Regions from separate parts of the Sus scrofa genome. Here regions 2, 3 and 4 are each linked to region 1. A link is a contact called in public promoter capture Hi-C data. All regions are on one chromosome and are shown on one strand. Each heading gives the region's core, a stretch centred on a gene start, on an enhancer-like site or on the middle of the called end of the contact. The rest is flanking DNA. Distances are from core to core; before and after follow the strand shown. Region 1 holds the start of TUBA4A (tubulin alpha-4A chain). Region 2 holds the start of ARPC2 (actin related protein 2/3 complex subunit 2). Region 3 holds the start of TMBIM1 (protein lifeguard 3). Region 4 holds the start of CTDSP1 (carboxy-terminal domain RNA polymerase II polypeptide A small phosphatase 1).

Region 1 (2,591 bases), core at 53-2,552:
CCTATCTGGCTCTGGGATCAATCCCATCTGGCTGCTCTCCCCACCTCCACCCCCACACTCTGGGTATCTTCACCACCTTCATCCATTGCGGAGCAGGCACTGAAATTGCAGAGAGCAAAAAACGGCAGGCACCCGCAATAAGGGTTGTGGGCACTGGGGCCCTCGCTGCCCTAGGCTCATCCCTGCCAGTCTGAAATTAACCTCTGAAGAACCAAAGCGGTGCAGCTGCAGGGCCGGCGCAGCCTCCCTTTTCAACACCGAAATGGCGGGGTGACGGTTTCCAAATACCCAGAAGAGGAAGCGGAACCTGCGGTGAGGCCTCAGAGGTAACCCGCCTGGCCCTGGACAGGGTGAGCGCCATCCTGCACTCCGGCCCTGCATTCGTACTCCTTTAAGATTCTTTCCAAGTTACATCCCAGCGGAAAGCGAGGATTGGATTTCGGCCCCCATCCCTGGGCTATAAATACCACCCCCTACACACACCTCTTTCCCCTCCCCCCAACCTGGCCCCGGCCCGTGCTCTCGCTCAGCGCCAGCTGTCTCTGCCCGTCCGCGCACCCGGACTCCTGTTGGAGAGAGTCCGGCTCGCCTCACGAGGCCGAACCCCATTCTTGCCACCCCTCTAGGCTCAGAAGAGGGGTGCTGAGTCACGGGTGGGAGGCATGAGGGTAGGAGGGATGCTCACGTAGTCGGAGGAAAAGGTGATGGTGGACCAGGTAATCTGACCCCTTTCCACTTTCTTGCCCCGAGCACGTGTTGGGTTAGTTCCAGGGACTAGGGAGTGAGTGGGAGGCTAGGAGCCGAGGGCAGCCGAACGGGTCTCCCTCGCCGGCAGAAAGGACTGGGCGCGGGACCTCGTGACTCCCCCCAGGAGGGTTAGGGCACAAATGCTTGCAGAGCAGAAGGAGATTCCAGAGGACTCCTATTTGCTAGTGAAGAATCCCACCCCACTCCACCTCCTTCCCCAGGCTCCGAAAGTGGACAACGCTGCCCACCCAAAGTCACGGGGAGGGGGTGGGGTGGAAAGAATGCACCCCCCCCCAGAAAAAAAACCTCCGCAAGACCTAGAACTCCTAATGGAGGGCCCCGAGCATCCCGGGAGGGAGGGTCCCCGAAAGAGAGGGGACACTTGTGGGACAGGCACGATGCTGGCGGGGCCGCACTCACCATGGTGAGTCCGGGCGGTGGGTCTCACGTAGAGTCCGGGTGACGGGTCTCAGTGAGAACTGCGCTAGCTGCAGTGCCGCACCGCTCTTATACGCGGGGGGCGGGCCCGCGCGCTCCGACCGCCCACTAATAGCTGGGCGGCCCAGAGGCCCCGCCCCCGGAGGGTAGGCGGCCGTGAGGGGTTGGGCCCCGGCGAGTCCCCTCCCCTCAGCGTGCCCGCGTTGCTCACCTGTCGGACGTGGGTTAGGAGTAGCGACCCGGGCTTTAACCCTTCCCTCCTAGTTTTGAGCCGACACTCCGAGCTCCCAAGCTCCGCGGTTGGGACGCTGGGCGCGGTGCCAGGGCGTGTCTCGCCTGCACCTGCATCATGCGGGCGTCTGTCGCTCAGGTGTTCTGACTTAGGCCGGGTGCCGTAGAGGCTGTTTTTCCAAAGTGGCTGCACCCAGCCTTCGCCAGTGCCCTCCCCGCCCCGCCTCCCTGGAGGCTCCGGCCGACTGCCTGGCTTTGGCCCGTCCCCCAGGATCCCTCTGTAGCCGCACGCGGCCTGATGGTCCCCGGCGGGGACCGCTGGCCTTCGCCGATGCCTGTGGGCGGCTGAGGACCCGGAGCTGCACAGCCTGAGCCCCAGGTTGCCGATCCTTCCGGCTGCTCCGCAGAGCCGACCCCACAATCTGTCAGCGAGGGCCGACCCCCAGAATCTGCCAGTGCTAGCCGACTGCCAGCGAGTCAGAGGTCCCGTCATCAGAGCCGTCACTATTAGCTGGGCCTCGCCATGGCCACCTGCCCGCTTTCCTGCTGGAGCCCTATATGACCTTGGGCAAGTGACTTAACCTCACCGAGTCCTTGGCATCTTCACCGGTGAAGAGGAGACAAGATTCCGCCCAGAACGCGTTGTCGTGAGATAGCACAATGTTTGTTGACTCTGAGGAGGAAAAAAAGAAAATGGAGATTCTGACATTATGGTTGATTTTGATTTTACCATCCTCTTCTGTCCCTAAACCATGGGCAGGATTTGTGACTTGCATCTCAACACCCTCATCGCTCAGGTGGACGTCTTCACTGAAGCTCTTCCCTCTTTTTATGTTTCATTTCTGTTTCTTGCAGGAATGGACTTTTCAATCTATGTCTGCTTTCCTTTGTGTGCCTTACATTTCCTAGCTGTCTCCTTTCACTGGGAAAGTCATCAGAAGTGCCCTATATGCCTACTGGCACATCCTTAAGAAACCTGTCTCCAAGACTAGTCACTTGAAAAAGACTCACTTGCTTCTCCTATCACAGTGTTTCTTAGGGCCAGGGCTGGTGAGTATACAGCATAGTAGGATAAAATAACTAACAACGGCAACTTTCTACCAACAAAATAGCTGACTGACACCTTATTTAGGCAAGGTGTAGCAAGGGATGCAATGAAAGATGACAAAGTCTTT
Region 2 (2,591 bases), core at 43-2,542, 1.0 Mb before region 1:
GCTCCGATTGGACCCCTAGCCTGGGAACCTCCATAAGCAGCAGGTGTGGCCCTAAAAATCAAGAAAAAAAAGAAAGAAAGAAAGAAAAAAGAAGAAGAAAAAGAGGAATGAAGGAAAGCAGAAAGGAAGCTCTATAGAAGGTCTCTACTAAGTGGATGGAAAATATGACTTGAGTCTTCTGAATTGGAAAAGAAAGCAGGAGCACCCCTAAACAGAAAAAAAGAGAGTTAGCAAATAATTTGGGGGTATTTGCAATGTCTTGAAGTTTATCCATGTCCAGTAAATAAATTCATTTTGAAGAGCTGTCTGGGCCTGATGACAAGAGCTAGTTTTTGTCAATTTTTGCCTCCCTGATACTTTCTTAAGAACACTTAGCAGAAAATAAATCAATACTCCTAAAAAGAGCTCAGCTAAATTTGTTAGATTCTCCCTGGAGAAGGAAAAGTACAAAACCAGGCACACAGGCAGACGCAACACAAAAATGAGTTCATTTTCCTCACACAGATGAGTAAAAAATTATGTCTCTGGCAGAGGTGCTGGGAGGTAAGGCAGAAAAAAATCACGTTTGGGGCACCTAGAGGCATCTCCAGGCACAGAAAGGGAGACAAGAGAGGAACCCAGGGAGGCTTATTCACTTTGGTGACGTCTCATTCCTTTCCTTCTTTGCTCTTTTAACCGATTTGTAGTTACATATCTGAAAGTTTGTTGTCTGTTTCCTTTGCCAGACTATAAGCTCCACGAGGGCGGAACCTCATCTGTTTCAGGCGTCACTGTATCCCCAGCACAGAACAGGAGCCCACTTAACATTTGCTGAGCAAATTAAGGCACGATGGTGCCACTGGACAGCCATTAGTGTGGCATGAGGAAGGATCACACCGACCACAAAGTGAGAGTAAAGACGCCGACTAGGAAATGAAAACAGTGAGCTTCTTGTCAGAAATAACAGGACCTCGTGCGTAGAAGTAAACTCTTCGGGAGTGCAGGATGCAAGCGCTGGACCGCGAGGCAGGCCTCGAGGAATGACAGCTAGCCGGGAGACACACTTTCAACAGCGGGCCGAGGGCGGGGCTGTGGGAAAGTGGAGAGTCGCGGCATCGCGCGTGCGCACGCGCGGCCTCCGCCCCTTCACCTGGTGCGCCTGCGTGCGCGCGCACGAGGGGTCGGAGCGGAAATGGCGCCGCGGGGCCTCGGGGCCGCGCGTCCGGGCGGCGAGCGGAAGTGGGTGTGAGAGCGGAAGTGGCCGGCTGGAGCCGGGGGCTGGGCGGGGACCGAGCTTGTCGGTGAGGCGGCAGCGGCGGCGGCGGCGGCGGCGGCGGCGGCTCGGCAGGCGGGTTCAGGCTTCGGGGGCCAGGTCGGTCGGGTGGGTGGGTGTCTCCACAGTCAGTGCGTGCGCGGGCTAGCACGCGCGTCTTCCCCTTTCCCCCACCCTGGTCCCTTTCCCCTTCTCCCCTAACCTTCCCCACCCAGCCCCCCTCCTCAGGGGGCAGCAGGGCCGCTCCCTCCGTCCTTTCCTCCCTTACCCACCCTCACCCGCCCTTGTTTCTCCTTCCCCTGTCCGGGGCAGCCGCCGCCATGATCCTGCTGGAGGTGAACAACCGCATCATCGAGGAGACGCTCGCGCTCAAGTTCGAGAACGCGGCCGCCGGGTGAGCGCGCGCCTAGGGCCGGTGGGTGGCGGGGGAGGCAAAGTTGACCCCTGCCAATCGTTCAGACCGTCATACGTGGAGTAGGGAGGTGGGAGACCTGGCCGGGTGCAGGGACTGCCCCGGCGGGGTAGACATGGGAGGTGGTTGGGCGCGGCGGGGTGAGGGGCAGAGATGCGTGGGGAGAGGCTCAGAGGAAGGATGCGGAAGCAGTGAGTGGACAGGAGTGCGCGTGCCAAAGAGACCTGTGGGACGTGAGGGTAGCTTGGACCGGAACTCTCGCTGGAGGATCCCATTGCCCTCTGGAGCGAGCAGGGGACCGCTTCCCACCGTATTCTCCCGTCATTGTTCAGAACCCGGAGAGAGCCCATTGGGGATTGGGTTGGAAGGAGTTTTCAGGGATTCCCAGGACTGGAAGAGTGAAGAAGATGTACCCAGAAGAGGCGCAGATCACCACCAGCCTTCTCGCTCCCCACCCCCACCTCCTCGTCTAAAGGAGCCAGAGGGAAAGCTGAAGGCAGGCCCAGTCTTGCAGCCGGAAAACCCGATCTCTCTAGTTTTCCTTCACCGAACCCTTCTGTAACAGACACTGCCTATTTTGTCACATTTCGCAAGCAAAGTTAATACCCCCCCCATCCACACCCCTTCCTTATCACTCCTCTGAGGTTCTATTCTCCTTTCTCCACCCAGTATCCTCTATCTGGTTGTTTATCTTTTTAAGTTCTTGTATCATACCCCTGGCCTGTGATTTCTTCTGTAGTAATTCTGGCCCAGATAACACACTGAAATGCCTTCAGAGCCTGTAACGTTCTTAGATAAACCTGTTTTTAACCATTGGCCCTTTTAAAAATGGGCTTTAGGAGATGTTTCTAAGGCAGCCGTCTCTGTCAAACGCAGAACCAGTAGAAAGACGACCTCCCCCCAAGTTGTTCGCTTGTCTGATACAAT
Region 3 (2,591 bases), core at 35-2,534, 930 kb before region 1:
TCAGGGCCCTTGACCCTGTGTGGTCCCACTACTTCTTTCTAAGTTATAAACCGGGTCTCTGGGTCCTCATGGTTGGAGAGACCAAGAGAGCAGGCAGGTGAGGAGGAAGTATGGCTGCCCCCTTGCCTCAGACATATTAGCCTCAAGGAAGGGCCTGGCTCTCCTGCCACCACTGGCCAAGCCAAAGGCGCCAGCACTGAAACCAAAGCTCACCAGTGAGATGAATATTTCAGAGCCCCGAGAACTGGACACCCCAGGGACCTTCCATGACATCTGGCTCTGACCCTGGTTCCCAGGCTACCCATCCCTCCCCATCCCATGTCCAGGTTTCTCAGGAGGAACTCCAATCCCTGGATACCACACAGAGGCCACCCTGGCCGGAGAGGGGATGGTGCCCCAGAGAACAGAAGCTGGTGCAGAACCCACAAGATTGGGGCCCAGCTTCCCAGCAGCCCTCCTCTACTTTTCCTGCCACTGTCCCCTGGCTCCACCGTTTTCCCCTCTCTTTTCCTGTTTGTTTTGCTCCAACCCAAAGAGGCCACGAGGAAGATAGTACTTTGTGAACCCAGCTTGGGGGCGGAGGTTAGAAGTGGGCCGGCTGAGGCAAAGTCGTCCTGACAGAGGTGGCGTCTTCCTCACGCCAAGGATGTGGGCTGCTCACGGCTTTCACTTCCACCCGGTTCCCCACGCACTCAAATACTCGGTCACCAGTGGACACCACAGCTGGCACCGGGGGCGGGCAGAGCCAAGCAGAGGCCGGGGCAGGGGCCCTGGGCGGCCTCCCCTCCCCCTCTCACCAGCCCAGGGCCCAGAGAGCCTTTATCCCGCGCACAGCTGGCCACCCTGGGGCTGGCGCGGTGGCCACGCCCTGCGATAGACACGCGCCAAGAAGCGGGGGACAGGACACCCTCAGACCCCGGCCACGATCACCTGTGCGCACAACCCGCAGCTCGGCTCCCCAAGCTAAGCAGGCGTCACTCGCCCGCCCGGGACGCACAGGGAAATCGAAACGCCAAAGGTGAGGGCGACAGAGCCCCACTCCCGCCCTCCACGCACTCCGAGAAAGTTTGGGGCCCCGTCCCAGGGCCGCCTCAGCCCCGGCCCGCTCCCCGCCGGCCCGCGGTGCCCCATTCCCGCCGGTCCCGAGCCCCCTGGCTTGCCTACCGCTCTCGACTGTGCGTTCCCGACCTCCCGGCGTCGCGAGTCCGGCACCACCCGCGCAGGCCTGGGCTGGGCTGGGTCTCCGCGCCCCGCCCCGACGCGCCGGCCCCTGGGGCGTGGCCTCGGGGTGCCGCCAGGGGGCGCTGGGGTCCGCCCCGGGTCCCGCCTGCGTCCTCCCGGGTCGTGCTCCTCCCCGCAAGAACTTTAGAGGTTTCGCATTTTAAGGCAGCATATGATCCTTGTTGGAAATTCAAAACACAAAAATGCATTTTCTTAAAGTATAGTTGATTTTGTTCCACTCCTCCTGAATGCCAGCGGCAAGCGCTTGCATTTTAGTGTTTCTTTGCTTATATAGCTCTGTGTATCACTTGTTTTTCTGGAGTGGGGTCCTATTGCACAATCTTTGTTGCTTATCTTTTATTTCACATTTTATCATGAACATTTTTCTTGTCACTAAGTATTCTTCAGAAGCATAGTTTTAACGCCTCAAAGTATTCTATCACATAGTTATGCCCATTTATAAAATCGGTTTCCTACTTTTAAGGACATTTAAGTTGTTTCCCATTTTCTCATTATTAGACATAAATCATGATGAACATTGTTGACAATTTCATGTTTTTAAGCCAAATGTGCTTTTCAAGTATAAAAACTTCAAATGTCCAAATGTAGAGATGGACGGAACTTAGATTCTCTGGCCCTGGGAACCATGGCATTGCCTGCCTGAAGTTTCTTCAACCAGGAAAGCAGGTGATTTAGGGTCAGAAATCCTGGGATGTGGATAACTTCTCTCAGTGCACAACGTTGGGTTGGGAGCTTTCTCCACCCTCCCAGCCACTAATGGCAGGATGTACTTGGTCGTTCCATGTTGCCGATAAGGAAGTAAGTTCTGGGAAGTTTTGAAACATTGCCGAGTTTACATAGTTCCAAAGTCCATGTTTTTTTTCCATTACGCCAAGGCTTCCAGTAGATGAACAGCTTTATTTAAGGTGCTTTTCTCAGGCTGGTAGCTACAGATCACACTGTCACTAAATGTCATTCACAGCCTGTTGACACTTTTTCTTTTTGAATGGCAGTCGGTGGTGACCTGACAAAACATAGCTAGACAACCAGGACCACCTGAGCATTTCCTGATTCCAAACCCATCAGTAAGCACTTTTCCTTTCTTTCTTTCTCTTTTTCTTTTTTCTTCTTTTTTTTTTTTTTTTTTTTTTGTCTTTTGCCTTTTTAGGGCTGCTCCTGCAGCATATGGAGGTTCCCAGTCTAGGGGTCTAATTGAAGCCAGATCTGAGCTGTTGTCTGTGACCTACACCACAGCTAATGGCAACACGGGATCCTTAACCCACTGAGTGAAGCCAGGGATCAAACCCACAACCTCATGGTTCCTAGTCAGATTCCTTTCCGCTGCACCACGATGGGAACTCCAATAAGCA
Region 4 (2,591 bases), core at 33-2,532, 840 kb before region 1:
GTGCGCCGCGCTCGCACCCCGCGGCCGGACGGGACAGGACGCGCCCGCCCTGCCCCGCCCCGCCCCGCGGCCCGCGGGGGAAGGAAGTGCTGAGGCGTGTTTGTCAAGGCTTGGCGATATTAGTATTTTTAAAATGTGAACAAAAAGTAATAACGACAAATGCAAGGATCTTAATAAACAAGAAAAGAAAGAAAGAAAGAAAAAGAAAGAAAGAAAGAAAGAAAGAAAGAAAGAAAGAAAGAAAGAAAGAAAGAAAGAAAGAAAGAAAGAAAGAAAGAAAGAAAGAAGATAGACCACCCTCAGACCTAACCACGCACCACACGGGAGTTTCCTTTGTAAAGAATCTGCGTGGAAACGCTGGCCCCGCGCCTGCCGGTCTGTCTGCACAGACCCAGGCGGAACGTGTGTTCAAGGTCCTCCAAACAATTGATGACTGTGATGCCCATAGTCAGGCATTGAGCCTGCAGGGCTTGAGTCCACGGTTGACCAATGCGTGGGGGCCGCCGTCCGATTTTCCCCTTCCTCAATAGTCACAGAGTGGCCGGCTGGGGAGTAGAGGACCTAGGAAGGCCTCTTGGAGAGAGTGTCATTTCCTCTTCGAGGTCCGTGGGATTTGGCTATGCGGAGAGGGAGGAAGTGCATTTCACGTAGAGGGAACAGCACGCACAAAGGCCCTGAAGCGCGTGGAGGCGCTTGGCTCCGGGCGGGAAAGTCAGGTAGCTGGAGTGCGCACGGGGAGTGGACGTGGCGGGGCGGCTGAGGGAATCCCGGGGCAGGCAGTTGGCATTTTCACGCCCTACAGCTCTGGGTTTAGGGGAAGGAGCCAGAGACTGCGGTGAGTCGCGGTCACAGCCCAGTTAAGAGCTTAACTGTGTGGATCTGCACAGCCGTCTGAAGGTAGCAAAGAGCCTTTACACGCTCACGACATCCCTGCGAAATAAGCCTTACGACCGTCGGAGAGAAGACCCACTTTATAGACCAGATGGTGTAATTCCCATTTCCCAGAAGAGGAAACCGAGAAGCTGTCAGCCCGCGACCCTCGGAGAGTGCAGGGGAGGAGCCGCACCGCCCTAGGGCACTCCTGGGCGTGGGCGATTGGGTAGGCTAGGGTAGGGTAGGGCAGGGCGGGGGCGGGGCCTGGCCCCCGGCAGCCAAGAGTCGGGGAACTGTGGGCCGGCTGCCGGTCCTGCCACGCAGCCGCAGAGGCTTGGCCCCGCGGGCGGGCGGGAGGCAGGAAGGGAGGCGACGCCCCCTGGAGCGCGGCAGGAACCCGGCCGGGCCCGCCTCCCAGCCCGCGGAGCCGCGCCGGCCCCTGAAGTGTTGAAAGCCCGAGCAGAGTCCAGGTCACGCCGAAGCCGTTGCCCTTTTAAGGGGGAGCCTTGAAACGGCGCCCGGGTTCCATGTTTGCATCCGCCTCGCGGGGAGGAAACTCCATGTTGTAACAAAGTTTCCTCCGCGCCCCCTCCCTCCCCCTCCCCCTTAGAACCTGGCTCCCCTCCCCTCCGAAGCTCGCGGGGATCCCTCCCTCCCACCCCTCCCCTCCCCCCCGCGCCCCGATTCCGGCCCGAGCCGGGGGGGAGGCCGGGCGCCCGGGCCAGAGTCCGGCCGGAGCGGAGCGCGCCCGGCCCCATGGACAGCTCGGCCGTCATTACTCAGATCACCAAGGAGGAAGCGCGGAGTCCGCTACGGGGCAAAGGTACTGGGGCGCGCGGAGGGGGCTGCAGCCCGGGCACCGCAGGAAGGAGGGGCCCGGGACCTTCCCGGGCAGCCGCCACCGCCACCCCGGCCGCCCGCCTCGGCGGGGGCCGAAGCTTCCAACCCGAGGGGGAGCGGGATGAGTGTTTGAACTTGCGGAGGCTCTGAGGCGCGGGGCGGGGCCTGGCGCCTTTGGGGCACTCCTGTCTGTTCTAGTCGGGGAAACTGAGGAAGGGGTAGAGAAGGGGAGCCCTCCGGGTCTCCTAGACTGGCTGTGCACCGTGCCGGAGAGTCGCCCCCCCCCCACCCCCGCGTTGGCGCCAATGGGACTGGGAGATGGGGGGGGTAAAAGAGGGCGCCTTCAGGCCACCAGCTGAGACTCCGCCCCCTCTGGGCCGCGGTCTAGTCGGGTGGCGGGAGGGGGCGCGGAGGTGACAGCGGACTGGGGTGGGTTGCATCTCCCGCCAACACACAGCCACGTTCCCCACAAACTTGCGCGCCCCGCGTGGAGGCGCCGAGCCTCTCAGAGGCTCCAGAGAGGGGTAACCACTTCTAAGGGTCCCCAGCGCGCCCGCCGGGAGACCCGAGCGTCGTGACAGTGCACGCGGTGCCCCGGCTTCAGGCCGGTGGGCGCCAGGCCTATGCCCACACTACCGACCCGGGAAGCCGCCCATCTCGGCCGGGCTTCCCAGGGCTGACGGGTCTGAGCTGAGGGGTCTGCTCCTCCCTGTCCGGGTGATGACTTCAGAGGCTAGGAAGATCCTGCCACCTCTGGGGGGCCTCGCACCCCTCAGGGGCAGGGGGCCCGGGTGGAGGGGCGCTTGGAGGGTGGGCGGATCATGGTTGGAGGTCCGTGCGGGGGTGGAGGAGGCGGGGCCAGCAGATGACCGCAGGAC

The links. Promoter capture Hi-C pulls out the DNA fragments that hold promoters and counts their contacts.
Region 2: a promoter capture Hi-C map of fetal liver shows a contact between it and region 1, with 2.6 times the contacts expected there. The contact joins the promoter of ARPC2 here to the promoter of TUBA4A in region 1. A contact is called at or near these places in 1 of 5 promoter capture datasets (fetal liver) and 1 of 2 datasets of contacts at active chromatin or transcription factors (alveolar macrophages).
Region 3: a promoter capture Hi-C map of fetal liver shows a contact between it and region 1, with 3 times the contacts expected there. The contact joins the promoter of TMBIM1 here to the promoter of TUBA4A in region 1. A contact is called at or near these places in 1 of 5 promoter capture datasets (fetal liver) and 1 of 2 datasets of contacts at active chromatin or transcription factors (alveolar macrophages).
Region 4: a contact with region 1 is called in a promoter capture Hi-C map of liver, with 3 times the contacts expected there. The contact joins the promoter of CTDSP1 here to the promoter of TUBA4A in region 1. A contact is called at or near these places in 1 of 5 promoter capture datasets (liver) and 2 of 2 datasets of contacts at active chromatin or transcription factors (alveolar macrophages and skeletal muscle).

Annotation. Positions count from the first base shown.
Region 1 is chr15:121,292,746-121,295,336 of Sscrofa11.1, forward strand. It overlaps TUBA4A (tubulin alpha-4A chain), which reads right to left and starts at 1,303. Exons shown (of 4, transcript XM_001928335.6): 1 at 1,168-1,303. The coding sequence starts at 1,170.
Region 2 is chr15:120,295,830-120,298,420 of Sscrofa11.1, forward strand. It overlaps ARPC2 (actin related protein 2/3 complex subunit 2), which reads left to right and starts at 1,293. Exons shown (of 11, transcript NM_001190239.1): 1 at 1,293-1,351; 2 at 1,565-1,646. The coding sequence starts at 1,573.
Region 3 is chr15:120,363,771-120,366,361 of Sscrofa11.1, forward strand. It overlaps TMBIM1 (protein lifeguard 3), which reads right to left and starts at 1,285. Exons shown (of 12, transcript XM_021076202.1): 1 at 1,165-1,285. All of the region lies in intron 2 of PNKD (probable hydrolase PNKD), which reads left to right.
Region 4 is chr15:120,449,367-120,451,957 of Sscrofa11.1, forward strand. It overlaps CTDSP1 (carboxy-terminal domain RNA polymerase II polypeptide A small phosphatase 1), which reads left to right and starts at 1,283. Exons shown (of 6, transcript XM_021076473.1): 1 at 1,283-1,696. The coding sequence starts at 1,630.